2 separate regions of the Rattus norvegicus genome follow, and region 2 is linked to region 1. Evidence: chromatin contacts called from public Hi-C data. All regions are on one chromosome and are shown on one strand. Each heading gives the region's core, a stretch centred on a gene start, on an enhancer-like site or on the middle of the called end of the contact. The rest is flanking DNA. Distances are from core to core; before and after follow the strand shown. Region 1 has its middle 58 kb from the start of Pmepa1. Region 2 has its middle 29 kb from the start of Cimip1.

Region 1 (7,138 bases), core at 1,489-3,988:
TTATGAACAGAAGTGCCAACCGAATAAACCCTTTCCTCCCTAACCTGCTTTCTGGTCATAGCGTTTTGTCCCAGCAACAGAAACCCTAAAACGGGCAGGAAGGCGGGTCCCTGAATTTCACTGACCAGCAAGCTTACTCAAAAAAGACAAGCCCCAGGTCCCAGTGAGAGACTGTTCCTCAAAAAATAAAGCAGGTAGCACCTGATGGGGTTGCCCTGTAGCTCCCTCTACACGGTAAAAGGCGATGGCCTTCTAAAATAATCTGACACTTCTCTAATGCCCCCACCCACCTCAGCAGCCAACCCGAGGCGCAGAGAGGCGAGGAACTGGCTACAGGGCACACAGCTTAAAAACAGTCAGGGATGGGTGAAGCTGCAGTCTCCTTCACTGACCCATAAGTGACAGCCGAACCTTCTCCACTTCCAGTCGAGAGAGAAATAAAACAAGACAGTCGGTGAGATGCCAGCCAGGACCCGTCCCTTGCTCCCTCTCCACTCCCAGCCCGCCGATTCTGAAAGCTAATTAGGAGTTTAATGGTCCCAGTTGCGCAGTCACGCGTTCTGACAGCGGTGCGGCTGGAAGAAGATGAAGCCCCCGTCCCAAGCAACCTTGTTTTTATTGACTTGTAAGCAGCTAAATTGTCTGGGAAAAGGCAGCGCACCAGCCAGTGCCTCTGGGGCTCCCTGCGACGTGGTGATATGCCCACAACTGGGACCTCTGCGGCGTCTGCTCAAGAACGCAAAGTAAATGAATCCCCCGAGCTGGGAGCCGCGCCAGGGGCTGCTGTGCCGGCTGCAGCCTGGAAATCCAGTTCTATCTGAATGCTCGCCCTGTCTAGACAAGGCGCCCGGCGGCCCAACATACTAAACTGCCGCGCTCTGTTCTACCGAGGCTGGTTAGAATTCTGTCTTCTATTCTTCAAGGCTTAGAGTGCAATTGTCCTTGTCAGGGAGGCACTGTGGCTTGTCTCTCATGTCTGCTAAAGTGTCCTGGGCTCTAAGGGTAGAGGGTTACATCGGTAGCTCTCCCCTGACAATTCTATGGGCCTCAGTTTCCCTATCCAGGAAATGGTTATGATATACTGAGCTCACAAGGTCCAAGAAAGAAAGAGAGGGGATAGAGGGGAGTGGTAGAGAAGAAGAGAGGTAGAGATGTAGAGATGTAGAGAGGGAGAGAGGGAGAGAGGGAGAGAGGGAGAGAGGGAAAGAGGAGGGAGAGAGGGAGAGAGGGAGGCAGTGACCAAACAGATACTGTGTCAGACCATATCGTGTCCTCAAACCAAAGCGTTTTAAGTGTTACTTTAGGTGAGGCTGCCTTACAAGGTGGCTGACCTAGGGTCATGCAGTACAGCAGGTGTCCTTAAGGAGGAGCCAGTGCTCAGGGAAGCTGGGGGGAAGAGACATACATCATGGGGATGTCATGTAAAGGCAGAGACAGGAGGCAAGGGCCTTGAGTCTGGACCTGCCCAGTCACCTGCAGGCCCTCAAGGACACTCCTTTAGAACCTCCAGAGGGCAGTGCCCTCCCAACATCTGGCTTCAGACGTCTGGCCTCTGGAGTTAGTTAAGTCATAAATTGTAGAGTCTTATTCCGTGACCCTGGGAGATTCAACAATCCCAGTAAAACAATGAAGTTCCTATGACCCTTTGCACCTAACAAAAACAGTTCTGCAGGATCTGGGAGGCGGCCTGGCCACCTGAGCAGGAGACTCAGCCGGCAGTAGCCCAGGCATTGTGCGGCCATGGTTGAAGAAGCACCGTCCACTCTAGCTGAGACACTCAGTTCTATCACAGCCTGACCTGCCCTTCCTCCCAGAGGCCTGAGTCTGCTCACTTCCACCCGATGTCCTGCTTCAGTCAAGTTCTGTCTTTCTGAGTTTTGTTGTCCGTCACAACCCTTCATCCAGGCCTCTTCCTCACACACTAATGGAGTGCCTACTGCGTGCCTAGTCCTACAAGCCAGGAGTGGACAAGACACCAGAGACGCCTTCTGGAAGCAGCAGCCTGTGATGAGGGAAGATGTAGAAGGGCCTGGGAACTGAGGTCTGGATGACTCGGCTAGGACCAAAAGACTGGGACTGAATTGGAAGCTAGCTCTGCAGAAGAACCAGAGGCATTTGCAAAGGCTGGGGGAGGGGCAAAAGAGCACCTCCTGGGGTGACAGCACACCCTCCTCCCTCCTCCCCAACATCCAGGAAGTCAGGTGGAAGAATGCATTGGCTTCACTGGGAGGTGGGTGGATGGCAGCCACTTCCTGGGCCCTCTGATCACACCCTGCCCAGCGCAGCGCGTAGCAGGAGGCTTGTCTGCATTCAAGTGTTCTTGCAGACTATGTGAGAGCCTGGGTAGGTCTGTCTCCTTTGTCCGCTGTCCCAACAGAGCCCTGACCCTGTCTGGCAGTGTCACTGCCCCAGTAGTCATGACACAGCGCGGCAATGAACCATAATAAGTTACACACATTTTGAGATTTTTGCTCTGAGACAGATCTCACTGTGTAAGCCTGGTTACCCTGGAATTTCCTGTGTGAATCAAGCTGGGCCTCAGAACCACAGAGAACCGTCTGTTTCTGCCTCCCGAGATTAAAAGCTGGACACCCCACCCAGCCTGCGTTACACGTGTTTTAATAGATAGGTATGTGTTTCTCATGTAGATCTGGGACATGTTAAGAACCAGACAGCAGAGACGCTCATGGCTTCCCAGAACCCTGAAGCTCCCTGGGGACCCTGATTTCAGTCTGCCGACACCAGCCATAATAGCTGACCATGACAGCACCCTCTTGGGGAGTGAGCCTAACCAATGCCAGGCACCCCGATGGGCCCAGCCCCCGCGACTGATTCCACAGGGGTTCAGCCCAGAGCCAAGGCAGGCCCATGGGAGCCAGCAAGTTTCCATCCCAGCCGAGGTCTCAAGGACCTGTAAGAGCACACTTTCCTCCTGCTGATTTGAGCTGTGGTGGTAACAAGCAGTTAGAGGTGTCACTCTGTGACAGGGCACCTGCTGAAGTAGAGGTCAACACTGGATGTGGATGGGAGGGGGAAGATCCCACCCAACCCTGCCACAGGTCTTGAATTTCCCAGGTACAGCAGGTCTCCATGAAGTCTTACTAACAAAGCCTCTTGGAGGAGTTGCAGGAGTGAGTCAGCTGAAGCTAACAAACAGAAGCCCAGAACCGCAGCACAACCTTCCTGATAAAATGGATAAGGAAGATTTCTACCTCCAAGTATCCCACAGGCCTCTCTCCATCAATCAGACATCTACCCCAAAGGTCTGAGGATCTGAGCTGTCTTAATGGGGCTGAGTGAATCCTGGGGTCAGTCTGCACTTGGGAAGCCTGGATGTGCACTTGAGAGACCCCTGAAGTCCACTCTGGCTTCCTTGTCCGTTACAATGCTGTTTCTCCCAGGCAAGCGCTCAACCTCACCTGCCTATCAGCCACAGCCCAGGCCGCAGCGGTGGCTGGGCAGGAGGAAACAGTCCAGAGGTCTGAGCCTGAGGTGGGGCGCAATTCCAGGGTGTCAGGAATTCCTGGGGAGTTCAACCACAGGGCAGAGAGCATAATGGCCTCCCTGGCCCCAGCTACAAGTTGGCTAGAGGGGAGGCTTGTCTTCCAGTGATGTGTTCATAAATCCAACCACAGCAACAGCCTTCCAGGCTTCTCTGGGGTCGTTTGCCTCTCTGATGTCACGCTTTTGGCTGGGTCTCAGGTCTGAACTGGCTTCCAGGCACAAAGGAGAAAAACAACTCTTTCTGAGCATCCTGACAGAGCCTGCTGCATGAATAAAAAGCCATTCCTGGGGTAGGAAACACCGCTGAGGATACCTCAGGAAAACTTGATACTTAGAGCTGTGACAGAGTCCTGTGCTTTTGATGTGATATCTCTGGGCCCTCTCCTGGCTCCTAAGGGCCAACACACAGAGAACTCTGTCTGGGCCGCTTACTCTCCTACTTTAACATTGTCCAAGTAAATCACTCAAACCGAGTGGTGCTGCACACCCGTAATCCCAGCATTAGGGAGGCAGAGGGGGCAGGGGCATGAGTTCAAGGTCATCCTCAGCTATATAGCAAGTTTGAAGCCAGCCTGGGCTACATGAAACCTTGTCCCAAAACAACAACAGTGGAATTCTGTCTCTCTGTCTCTCTGTCCCTCTGTCTCTGTCTCTCTCTGTGTCTCTGTCTCTCTGTGTCTCTGTCTCTCTATGGTTCTGTCTCTCTGTGATTCTGTCTCTCTGTGATTCTGTCTCTCTCTGTCTCTCTGTCTCTGTCTCTCTCTGTCTCTCTGTCTCTCTCTGTGTCTCTGTCTCTGTCTCTCTCTGTCTCTCTGTCTCTGTCTCTGTCTGTCTTGCATTTAGTTATGTGAGCTCTCAGATGCCTTTGCTTCACCACCACGGACCCTGACCCTCTGAAACCACAAGCCCAGCTAAAGTCATGTTTTAAATTGAAATCACTGTGCTTAAGAGATCTAGAAAACAAAAATAGCTCTGGCCTCTAAGCCCCATTGCCCAAAGCCAAGTGACTTCCTGAAATTCTGGAATGCTCTTGCTCACGTAAAACGCGTGTTTTCACTTCTGTAAACGAGGGTGGCTGCCCCAACAGCCCAGGAGATACTTGATCACCCAGAAGTGGGAGGTATGTAGGCAGGAAGTGCACCAGGATGTATGCTTGCCACAGATTGGGCGAAGGTAGGAAATGTGTAGTCTTGAGGGGTTTTGCCTTTAAAAACCCAGAATTCACAGCTATTTTTGGGAATCCTGGGTATGGACCTGGCCCACCATCCTGGGCAGTATGTTCTGAAGGAAAATTCTGAAGTGTGTGGTCTCTGGTTCGTTCAGCTCGTTCAATTGCTCTTTGTCCAAGGTAGGTGTGTAGTTGTCAAACTTCCTAGACTCTGGGCTGAGGGCTTTTGGTTAAGGGACAGTAGATTGGGAACTTTGGAGTGAGAAGTATTCATGCATGGGGTGAGTAGAGAGCCTGTGGTCCCTGCTCAGCCTGAAGCCCTGTTTCAGTCTCATCTGGATGTGTCAACACCACTTCTGTTGTATACCCACACATGCACATACATACAGCCTACACACACAAACATATACACAGAGCCTGCACATACACACCACACACACACACACACACCACACACACACAACCTGCACACACACATACACACACAGAGACACAGGCTCTACACACACACACGGCCTGCACACACACACACACACCACACACACACACAGGTTGTACACAGACGCAGCCTACACACACACACACACACACAGCCTGCACATACACACATATGCACACAGGCTGTACATACACACACAACCTGCACACACACACACATACACACACAGAGACACAGGCTCTACACACACACACGGCCTGCACACACACACACACCACACACACACACAGCCTGCACATACACACATATGCACACAGGCTGTACATACACACACAACCTGCACACACACACACATACACACACAGAGACACAGGCTCTACACACACACACGGCCTGCACACACACACACACCACACACACACACAGCCTGCACATACACACATATGCACACAGGCTGTACATACACACACAACCTGCACACACACACACATACACACACAGAGACACAGGCTCTACACACACACACACACACAGCCTGCACACACACACACACACACACAGCCTGCACCCTGACTGTGATGGAGACTGTCACATCTTTCCAAAGTTAGAAGCACGGAAAGTGTTATTTAGCGATGAATTGAGACTGGAGACCCACTTGTGCAGAGACTGAGGCACTTTCCCAAGCTGCCTGCTGGACAGAACAATAAAAAAATTGTTCCTGAATCTCAGTCCCGACGACTTCACTCAGCCTCCGGTTTCCTTCCTCTGTGGCTCAGCTCCTGCCTCCTTACCGCACCGGAGGCTCTGCAGCCAGACAGCCTGCTTGTCTTCCTGCCAGCTGGCAGAGGTGTCTGGACCAAGGTCACTCCACTCACGGGACTGCTCTCTGGCCGCCAGGAGAAAGAGGCCAGCAGGGCAGCCAGCTCCCTTCTCTTTCCACTTCCCCGCTGCCATGAGCAGGTGGGGTGAGAAGGAAGGCAGAGGCCAGCAAAGCCAGTGTCCTGAGGGCTGGGGAGAGCTGCTGGGATATCCTTTTGTAAGTGATAGCTTGCAGCTGCCCTTCTCATCCTGGTCAGAACGCCTCTAGCCCCTGTGGTGGCCCCATGACATCCACTGTCCCAGCACCCGTGGGTGCGGCCGTGACCTGGCTGTCAGTCAGCCTCCTGAAAAGGCAAATGCTGTGAGGGGAAGCAGGCTAGGGACACATCACCACGCTCCTCCCTGCATCCCTTGACCAGCTGCACAGGGTCCAGGAGGCCTGCCTCTACCATCCCTTTTCCTTCCCCACGGGAATGGGGGTGGGGAGTACAGTCAGGCCCTTTGCAGGAGACACCTACCTCTCCCACCCCACCCCCACTGTTATTATCCGAAGGATTTGAATACAGAGCTCAGAGCATGCTAGATTCCTTTGCATTGCTTCCCAGGGTGAGCTCTGTGTGCTCTCAGGTAGGACAAGCTCCAGGTAAGAAACCCTCCTGGGGTTTCCCAGATAGCAGCTGCAGGGCCTCAGACATGCTCCCATGGAAATGTGGCCTTGAATTCCACATGCATTAAAAGCAGGAGGCTTTTTCTCAGCACCTCGCAACCTACTTCCCACCCATTGCAAAGGGGCATCTCCGGATGTGGGACCATGGAGCCCCAAAGCTAAATAGCACACAGTAGCGTCTGCGCCCGCCTCCGCCTTTATCTCCAGCCTCCGCCTCACTGGACCAGGGTTCTGAGAAGTTCATTGGAACATAAAGGACAGGGCATGCCCTAGAAAGACAGCCGACAGCTGTTCCTATCACCGTGGGGCTGACAGACACACTCTGGAGAACGCGCACCTCCCATATGGCTGTGGAAATCGGAAAGCTTCTTCAGAAATGAAGAGTGCGCTGGGGGGGGGGGAGTGTGTAGAGGCTCCTTCGTGAGGTTCTGGCCCAGAAAAGAACTTTCCCGGAGTAGGGAAGTTGCTGTGTTTGTTGTCCTCCCTCGGGAGAGCATTTCCAGCCGGGTGTGAATCTTCCTGCAGTCGCCCCGAGGTGGCA
Region 2 (7,138 bases), core at 3,295-5,794, 220 kb before region 1:
TGTCACTGGGGAAGTGTCCTTGGAGGGTGTGTGGAGAGCCCTCTCTCTCCTTTGTCAAGGGCTTTGACCCTGTTATACCACCATCTGCCCACAGTTATCAGAGGACAGGCTAATGGGGCACGGACGTCAAACCTGGCCAACTGTCAGCCCAATAGACCTTTCCTCTGCATAGTCTAGCTGCCTGAGGTAGTTCACTACAGGACAGACAAATGACTACGCCTACGGTGTTTTCGATGCTCTCACTTTGTAAATTCATTGGGGAATGGAGTAAGGCACGTAGACTTTTCTTTATTGACCAACTCTGTTTTCCCATAGATACCATTTTCTTGTTTGCTTAAATACTTAAAAATAAATATATTACTCATTAATTCAATATCAATTTTGTATAGGCCACTCTAATCAATATTCTTAAAAAAAAAAAAAAACCAAACCAAGTCAATAGTTTTTTTTGTCTTCAGGAAGAACTTCTGGAACATTCTAAGTTTGTACCTTCCCACGTTTGTCTAGTCTCTACCTGAGGTCAGCCATGCCTCCCCCTGGATTCTAGTATCTGGGGACCCTGAATACCCAGAGATCTCCTCAGACACCTACAGCATAATCTCCCATCTGCCGATCTACCAGGAGTACAGTTTTGTGTTCACCTGCCTGGGCAGAGAACTCTGCCTCCCACTCCCTAGTGCTCCCAGAGAAGCTGTGACCCTCTCCAGCTCACTCTAATAAGTAGAGTACTCCTTGGAGCCACTGTGAGAACTTTGGAAGGGCAGGGGTTATGATAGCCCCAGTAGAGCATCATTCTTTCTGAATGCCAGTTTCCCTGTCAGGGGAGAGGGCTAGAGGATCCTGAAGACTTCCCCCCAAATTTTGGGCTCTATTTGTGATCGCTTTGGACCTAGAAAGGCAATTTGGCTCTAAGGACCCAACAGGCCACAGGACACATTTGTGTCACCTCTGATCTCATTAGCATCCCTGCCTGGTTTGCTGAGCCATGAGACTTCAGGGTCCTTGTCTTGGGTCAAGCTCAGCCAGATAAGCACGGCAGGAGGAAGTCTATCTCAAGGGATTTAGCTGGCTTAGGTAAGGTCGGTCTGGACAGGTGTGAAACCCATGGAGCTGACCCTGAGCAGAGGCCGGCCTCTTGGTATAGGTGCAGCAATGCTCGCCCGTGGCAGTTCTGTTTCTTCAGGGAGCTCCAGGCTCTACGTAAGGCCCCTCACCTAGTTGGGCCTGACTCATGCAGGATGTCCAGGAAAAATTTTCACAGGGTCAGCTGATGGTGGGCTCAAATCTCAGCTCACCACGGACACTTCTAAATAACTGATTGCCTCACAAGGACCGTGGCCTTGCCAATTTGACATTGAAAGAACTTTTCGCTATCTCCCTTTGGAAATGTACCCCAAGACCCAATGAGGCACTGTGAAGGAATATGGATGCAATATGCACATGTCTGTATAGACACTGATACATACGGGTTCAGCGTGTAGGCCCGTGTGTAATTAATGGGCAAGCTAGATGTATTTCTCTGTGTAATTCACACGTCTGTATGTCTGTAACACACCCCCCCCTCCAGCCTGGAGCCAGATGGGCTGTTGACTCCTTCCTTTGGAAACCAAATGATTTAGGCATAATTTATATGCTTCCCCGGTGACGAGTCTTGGCCCATATAATTAGCTATAATGATAAATACAAATAAAATATGGGATAATATGCAGCCAATTACCCGTGCCAAAGCGATAATTCCATCTGTGGGGATGATAAACCACCGAGCGGCACGGTCCTGTGGGGTTGGCTCCCGGCACCGGAAATCGCCTGACAGCTGACCATAGGACTCGAGGTGCGGCAGTGTGGTGGCCTCTGAGGTTGCAGGGAGCCGGGGAGGTCAAGCTCCAGAGAGGCTGGGACAGTCTACCTCTCCTGGTGAAGCTCAAGGACAGGCCCACGATGCTTTACACAGCATCACCCTCCAGTGAGCACACGAGGGACGTAGGCCAGGCAGCTGAGCAGCGGGAGCCTGAGGCCTCGTCGTGAACAGCTTAGCTCTACACCCCAAGCAGTGATGCCACTGGGGTGACATTAGGGGAGGCAGGACTCTGTACCTTCTTGCTGTGAGGACCCTGTGGGACATGACTGATGGTCTCAGGATAAAGGAGAAAACAGGCTCAGAATCACTGGTTGCTGCTGTATGGGTTTGGTAGAGAGGAGGGGTCTGTGTGAAACTAGGCTGCTCTTAGCTATCCGGGACTCTCAACACTCCATCAAGTGGCTCTCCCCTGGCCATCCCAGAGAGCAGCTAGTGTGCCATAGGGCCTGTGGAAGGCAGGGAAGTAGCCCCAACGACCTCAGGGCCTGATCCCATTACTTGGGGGAAGTTGGACACAGGCGAGTCAAGAACCCAGAGATAGGGTGAGTGTCTGGGAAGGGGGGCCCTAATTTCATTGCAATGATTCTCGGAAGAGGGAAGAGAGGGAGATCTAGACAGACAGGAGGACAGAGTGACAACCCTAGGTGACAGGGATGATGAACCCAGGAATCCAGCAAGCCACACTGAGCACTGTGGCAGGAGTTGACTGTGGCAGGCTCCACCCCAGAGCTATAGGAAGAGCCTGCTGATGCCTGGTGTGGTGGTTTGAGTAGGTTTGGCCCCCACAGATGCATGCGTTTCAGTGCTTGGCCCCCATTAGGAGGTGTGGTCTTACTGGAGTAGGTGTGGTCCTTGTTGGAGGAAGTGCAAAGCCGTGAAGGCCGGCTTTGAGGTCTCTATGTTTAAGCTCCGTCAAGTGTGGAAGAAAGCCTCCTCCTGCTGCCTGTGGAAGACACTGCCCTTCTGCTGCCTTCCGACTCAGATGTAGACCTTTCAGCTCCTCTAGCACCAAGCGTGCCGTGCTTCCCGCCATGATAACGGACTGAACCTCCGAAACTGTAAGCCCCAATGAAATGTTTGCCTTTACGAGAGTTACCTGGGTTACAGTGTCTCTTCACCCTAACTAAGACACCCGCTTCAGGGTGCTGCCCCCGGGTTATGAGAGACAAGTTTTGCTGTCTTAAGCCTCCAATTGGCATTGCTTGTCACACAGCTGTGGGGCAGCCAGTCATGTGGTAACTGCTTAGAGCTACCTCGAGGGCCCCAACATTCCTTTCTGACATTGGAAGTCACTGTATTGGGTCTCTCTGCTGCTGTAACTATGTCATCGGCTCAGAGACTTGATAGGATCCGTGGCCTCATAGCTCTAGAGGAGGCCGCCTGGAAGCCCCACCAGAATTGGGCCTTGGCAATCCTCTGTCCTTTTCTAGAGGCTCCAGGGGACACCTCCTGTTGCCTATGACTCCTCTGATCCAAACAACTGCCGTCTTGGGGAGTTTGCTTGCCAAAGGTCATCTCAGCTGGGCTTGTCAGATGCCTGTCTACGCCATCCTCCTACAAAGGGACGAGGAGGGTTGTAAGCCCACCAGAGAGTCTCCAGCCACTTGCTCCACACCACACACTGTATCCGACTGTGTCCTAACTACACGAGGCCTTGGGGAGGGCACAGAGCATACAGGCCAAGTAGAATAGGAGCTATGGTACAGCTGTTGTCCCTGCTGGGTTAAGATTTCCCAGTGCAGCCTTTTCTGGGGTGTGTGGGGGGAGAATCACTCACACCTTTGTAGGTTACTCTTCATTCTATGCTCTGAGAAAGTCCAATAAACTCACCCAGAGTGAATTTTAGTGGAATGGTGTCTCCACTGATCCCTGGGGCCTCAGGAAGGAGGGGTTGCTTACGTGATCTCCTGGAAAAGAATTCTAGCAACGGCCCCATTCCCTGTCTGTTCCATTTTCTAGAGTCCTCTGTGGGGAGGAGAGGGATCCGTCTCCTGGTCAGGAGCACGAGGGGTTCAGATCCTGAGCCTATGAGAGTCCACAGGAGAGGAGGAGTGGGGAGGGGAGAGATGGACCAAGGAAGAGCCAAGGTTAGTATAAAGGAGGAGACATCATGCCTTGGACTCAAAAATATAAGGACATGCTGAACTGAAAAAAAAAAAAAAACAAAACCAAATACCTATCAACCCAAGCCACACCTGTAATCAAGATAAATGACATTTTAATGCAATTTTTAAAAATCAAAATGAATGCCAAAAAAATCTATGCAAACAAAATATCGGGGCTTTAAATAAAGACAGATGAATTACAGTGTTATGCTCAGCAGTATCGGAGCTGGAGGCAACGGGAAAAAAAATCAGTGAGAGGATCCCTTATTTACTGAAAACTTCAATGTTTTATACAACATGGAGATGTTTGTATTGACTCTAGGTGTTTTAAAAAGTTATTTGTACAGTACTGATTTTTCGTGCATCTGCCTTAATTTTCTACCCGTTTTTATCCCATGCTTGGTGGTAGATGGCAGACCAGGTGACCAGTTACCCAGCATTCCAGGGGCAGTGCCCTCCTGTGAGCGAGTGCTCAGCACCTGCTGCGCACGCAGCCAGAAGGGGGTTGGAGGAGGGCTCTCCTCAGCGGGACTCTGGCTCATGCAGTGTCACAAGTGTCCAGTAGGGGGCAGCATGGCACCTCAAGTCCAGCCTGGGCCAGGGGCATTCCGTTCCTAAGAAGGTGCCCAGACAAGAGAGGGAGGCAGAAGACTGCTGGAAACCCCTGCTCCGGGGGCGAGGGTTGGAGGTTGGGGTGGGGAACGGGGGTTGGGGGGGTGGGGAATGGGGGTTGGGGGATGGGGGCTCCAAGTTCTCTCATCCTAGTAAACTGTGCGGTTGTGTTGCATTTGAATTGAAAACGAACAGAACGAACACTGTGCTAGATTGAATGTTAATGCCACACGGGGCTCACCACAGCCACTCTGTCTGGACGGACCAGTCTTTGTGAATACAGGTTGGGGTGGGCTGGTCTCGGCCACACCCTGAGATGTGCTATTCTGCCACGCCTCTCTGCTCCACCTTGTCTTGTGTCAGTGGCGATGAGGAGCCCTGGAAGGTCTGGGGCATGCGTACCAAATTCCGGGCAAGCCCTCAACACAGCGCTTCCGCCACATAGCAAGCAGAGGGCAGGTGACATCACCCCGGGGTGCCCCTGTCCCTTCTGGGGTCATGATGGAGCACAGTGCTGTGGGCTTGGCTAGCCTCAGACTCCTGGGTCTTTCTCAATAACACACTTCCCCACTGAGTGACATGTTTGCCTCCCACAGGACATGCAGTCAGGGCACCCAGCTGTCACAGTGTTTGTGGGGTGCTGACTGTGGGCCAGGCACTGTGGAAAGGTTTGGTGGTGTTCACCTTTCCAGGGTCCTGTCTAACTGCAAGCCAGTGGGGACACAGGGCTGCTAGGCTGGGAGCCCAGGGTGACTGATAGGGGAGCAGAGGAACGAGTGAGGTTCAAGAATGAATTCCTCTCAGGTGATCCCTTAAGATAGACCCGTATGGCATGGACAACAGGGTGTTTGGGGAGCCAGGGTATGTTGCCCTGAAAGAGCGGCTCCCTCTTGGGTATCCCAACTCTGGGGAAGGACTTGGTTTTTATTCTTCGTTTTGTGCCGTTCACATTTTTCTCATTTTCTGCAGAAGGCAAGAGAGCACATCCTTTGAGAGTTTGAAGGGAAAATCATGAAAAGGTAAGATATTCGGGAGGGGGGACCCATTTAGACATAATCGATGAGTTCTTAGCAGGAGGCTGCAGGAAGGTTCTGGGACGACCTGTGGTTGACTGAGCTTGGCATCTGGGATCTGCCCCTGTCCCCACAGAAGCGACATAGCGGCCCCAAAGCTTCTGTTGCAGTGACCGACCACAAGATAGGAGTCCTGCTGACCTTCCTAAAGGGAAGCCTTACTGCTTTTGCATTTCCTCAGATAGGAAAATCGAGACCCAGAGATAAACAGTCCAAGGTCAAGAGCACAAAAGACTCAGAATTTGTCCAGAGCCAACTCTTGACACCCTTTGGGATGATGTCCCTTAGGGTTCCTTGTTACCCTCACCAGCTTCTCTCTGGGGACAGTCACTACTGACAAGCCAGGACCTTCGAGGTTAGAGGGCACAGTGACCTTCGAGGGATGAGATGAGACCCAGCTCCTAGATTTGTGTCTCCTTTCTCTGCCATCTCTGATGGGGAAACTGAAGCGCAAGGAGCCAAGCCACCACCTCTTCCTATAGTTAGTGTGGTTGGCTCCTGGCCCTGTTCCACATGGGTAGGTGTGTCTGACCCAGTCCTTGAAGTGCTGGCCTGCTGTGGAGACCCATGGGAAACCGTGAGCACCTTGGTGACCACACTACTCTAGCTCTTCTGTTCCTGAGGGATCCTCTACCCTCCAATCTGCCCAGTTCCCTCTGCTCATGATGGCCTCCATCCCCTGATACACTCTCAGCTCTACAGTGACCTCAGCAGGGGTCCTGAGGGGCTCCTCTTGCAGCTTCTGCCTTAGGGAGTGGTGCAGCTTGAGGCCCTCCCTCTTGGGGTCCATGACTGCTGGAGTATTGTCTTCATGGGGGGGGGGGGAGTAACTTGAGGGATGATTGGATGAGTGGACACAGGCCTGGCCTCCAGCCTCACTTACACAGGTGTCCCTCATGGGTCTGGGATGGCCTGGGTTCTCAGCTGTGGACTGAGGATCCTTCAATCGGCTGAAGGACGATGCTTGAACTCAAGGATAGGGCCTTGTCTCTCATAGCGAAGGGAGACACGTTGGGGGTCTTTGAGCTGTGCCTGGGACCTTTCCTTTCCTGGCAGATTGAAGATCTAGTCCTCCTCCTTCCTACCCAGTTGGAAATGACCCTGCCTAGGCTCAGGCCCCAGGTCCCATCACAGCAGAGGCCAGGGGTTGGCACATTGTCCAGGTCAAAGGGTTGAGCGTGTGAGCATGGTTCTAAGATCTCCCTTGCAGGCCAAGGGTGGGTGAGGGACATTAGAATGAAACCTGGGAGAGACTGGACTTGCTGTGCCTTCTTCAAGAGCCTCTCTCTGCAGGACATGGAGACAGCATGTGGTTGCCAGGCTTTGGCTGCTGGTTTAGGGCAGACCTGATCCTCCCAGTTTTGAGGCAAACCTGTATATGTGAGCCAGGCCCTGCATGTGTGATGGGACTGCCTCTTTGGTGAACAGAAGAGAGGATGCTGGGAATCAGGCAGGTAACCAGCCCTGGCAGGTGGGCTTCCTTTCTGGTC

The links. A called contact is a pair of places that touch in the nucleus more often than the background predicts.
Region 2: a Hi-C map of Schwann cells shows a contact between it and region 1, with 4 times the contacts expected there. The contact joins two enhancer-like sites. A contact is called at or near these places in 6 of 12 Hi-C or Micro-C datasets (the A7r5 cell line, Schwann cells, hepatocytes and 2 more).

What each region holds. Positions count from the first base shown.
Region 1 is chr3:182,533,366-182,540,503 of GRCr8, reverse strand. No RefSeq gene overlaps it. Among named protein-coding and RNA genes, the nearest start is that of Pmepa1, 58 kb to the right of the region's middle. Within about 2 kb of position 2,738, at least 12 of the 93 cell types and tissues checked have an H3K27ac peak or open chromatin away from gene starts, as enhancers often do. A contact at or near this core is called in Schwann cells, where this site is marked.
Region 2 is chr3:182,759,502-182,766,639 of GRCr8, reverse strand. No RefSeq gene overlaps it. Among named protein-coding and RNA genes, the nearest start is that of Cimip1, 29 kb to the right of the region's middle. Within about 2 kb of position 4,544, at least 4 of the 93 cell types and tissues checked have an H3K27ac peak or open chromatin away from gene starts, as enhancers often do. A contact at or near this core is called in Schwann cells, where this site is marked.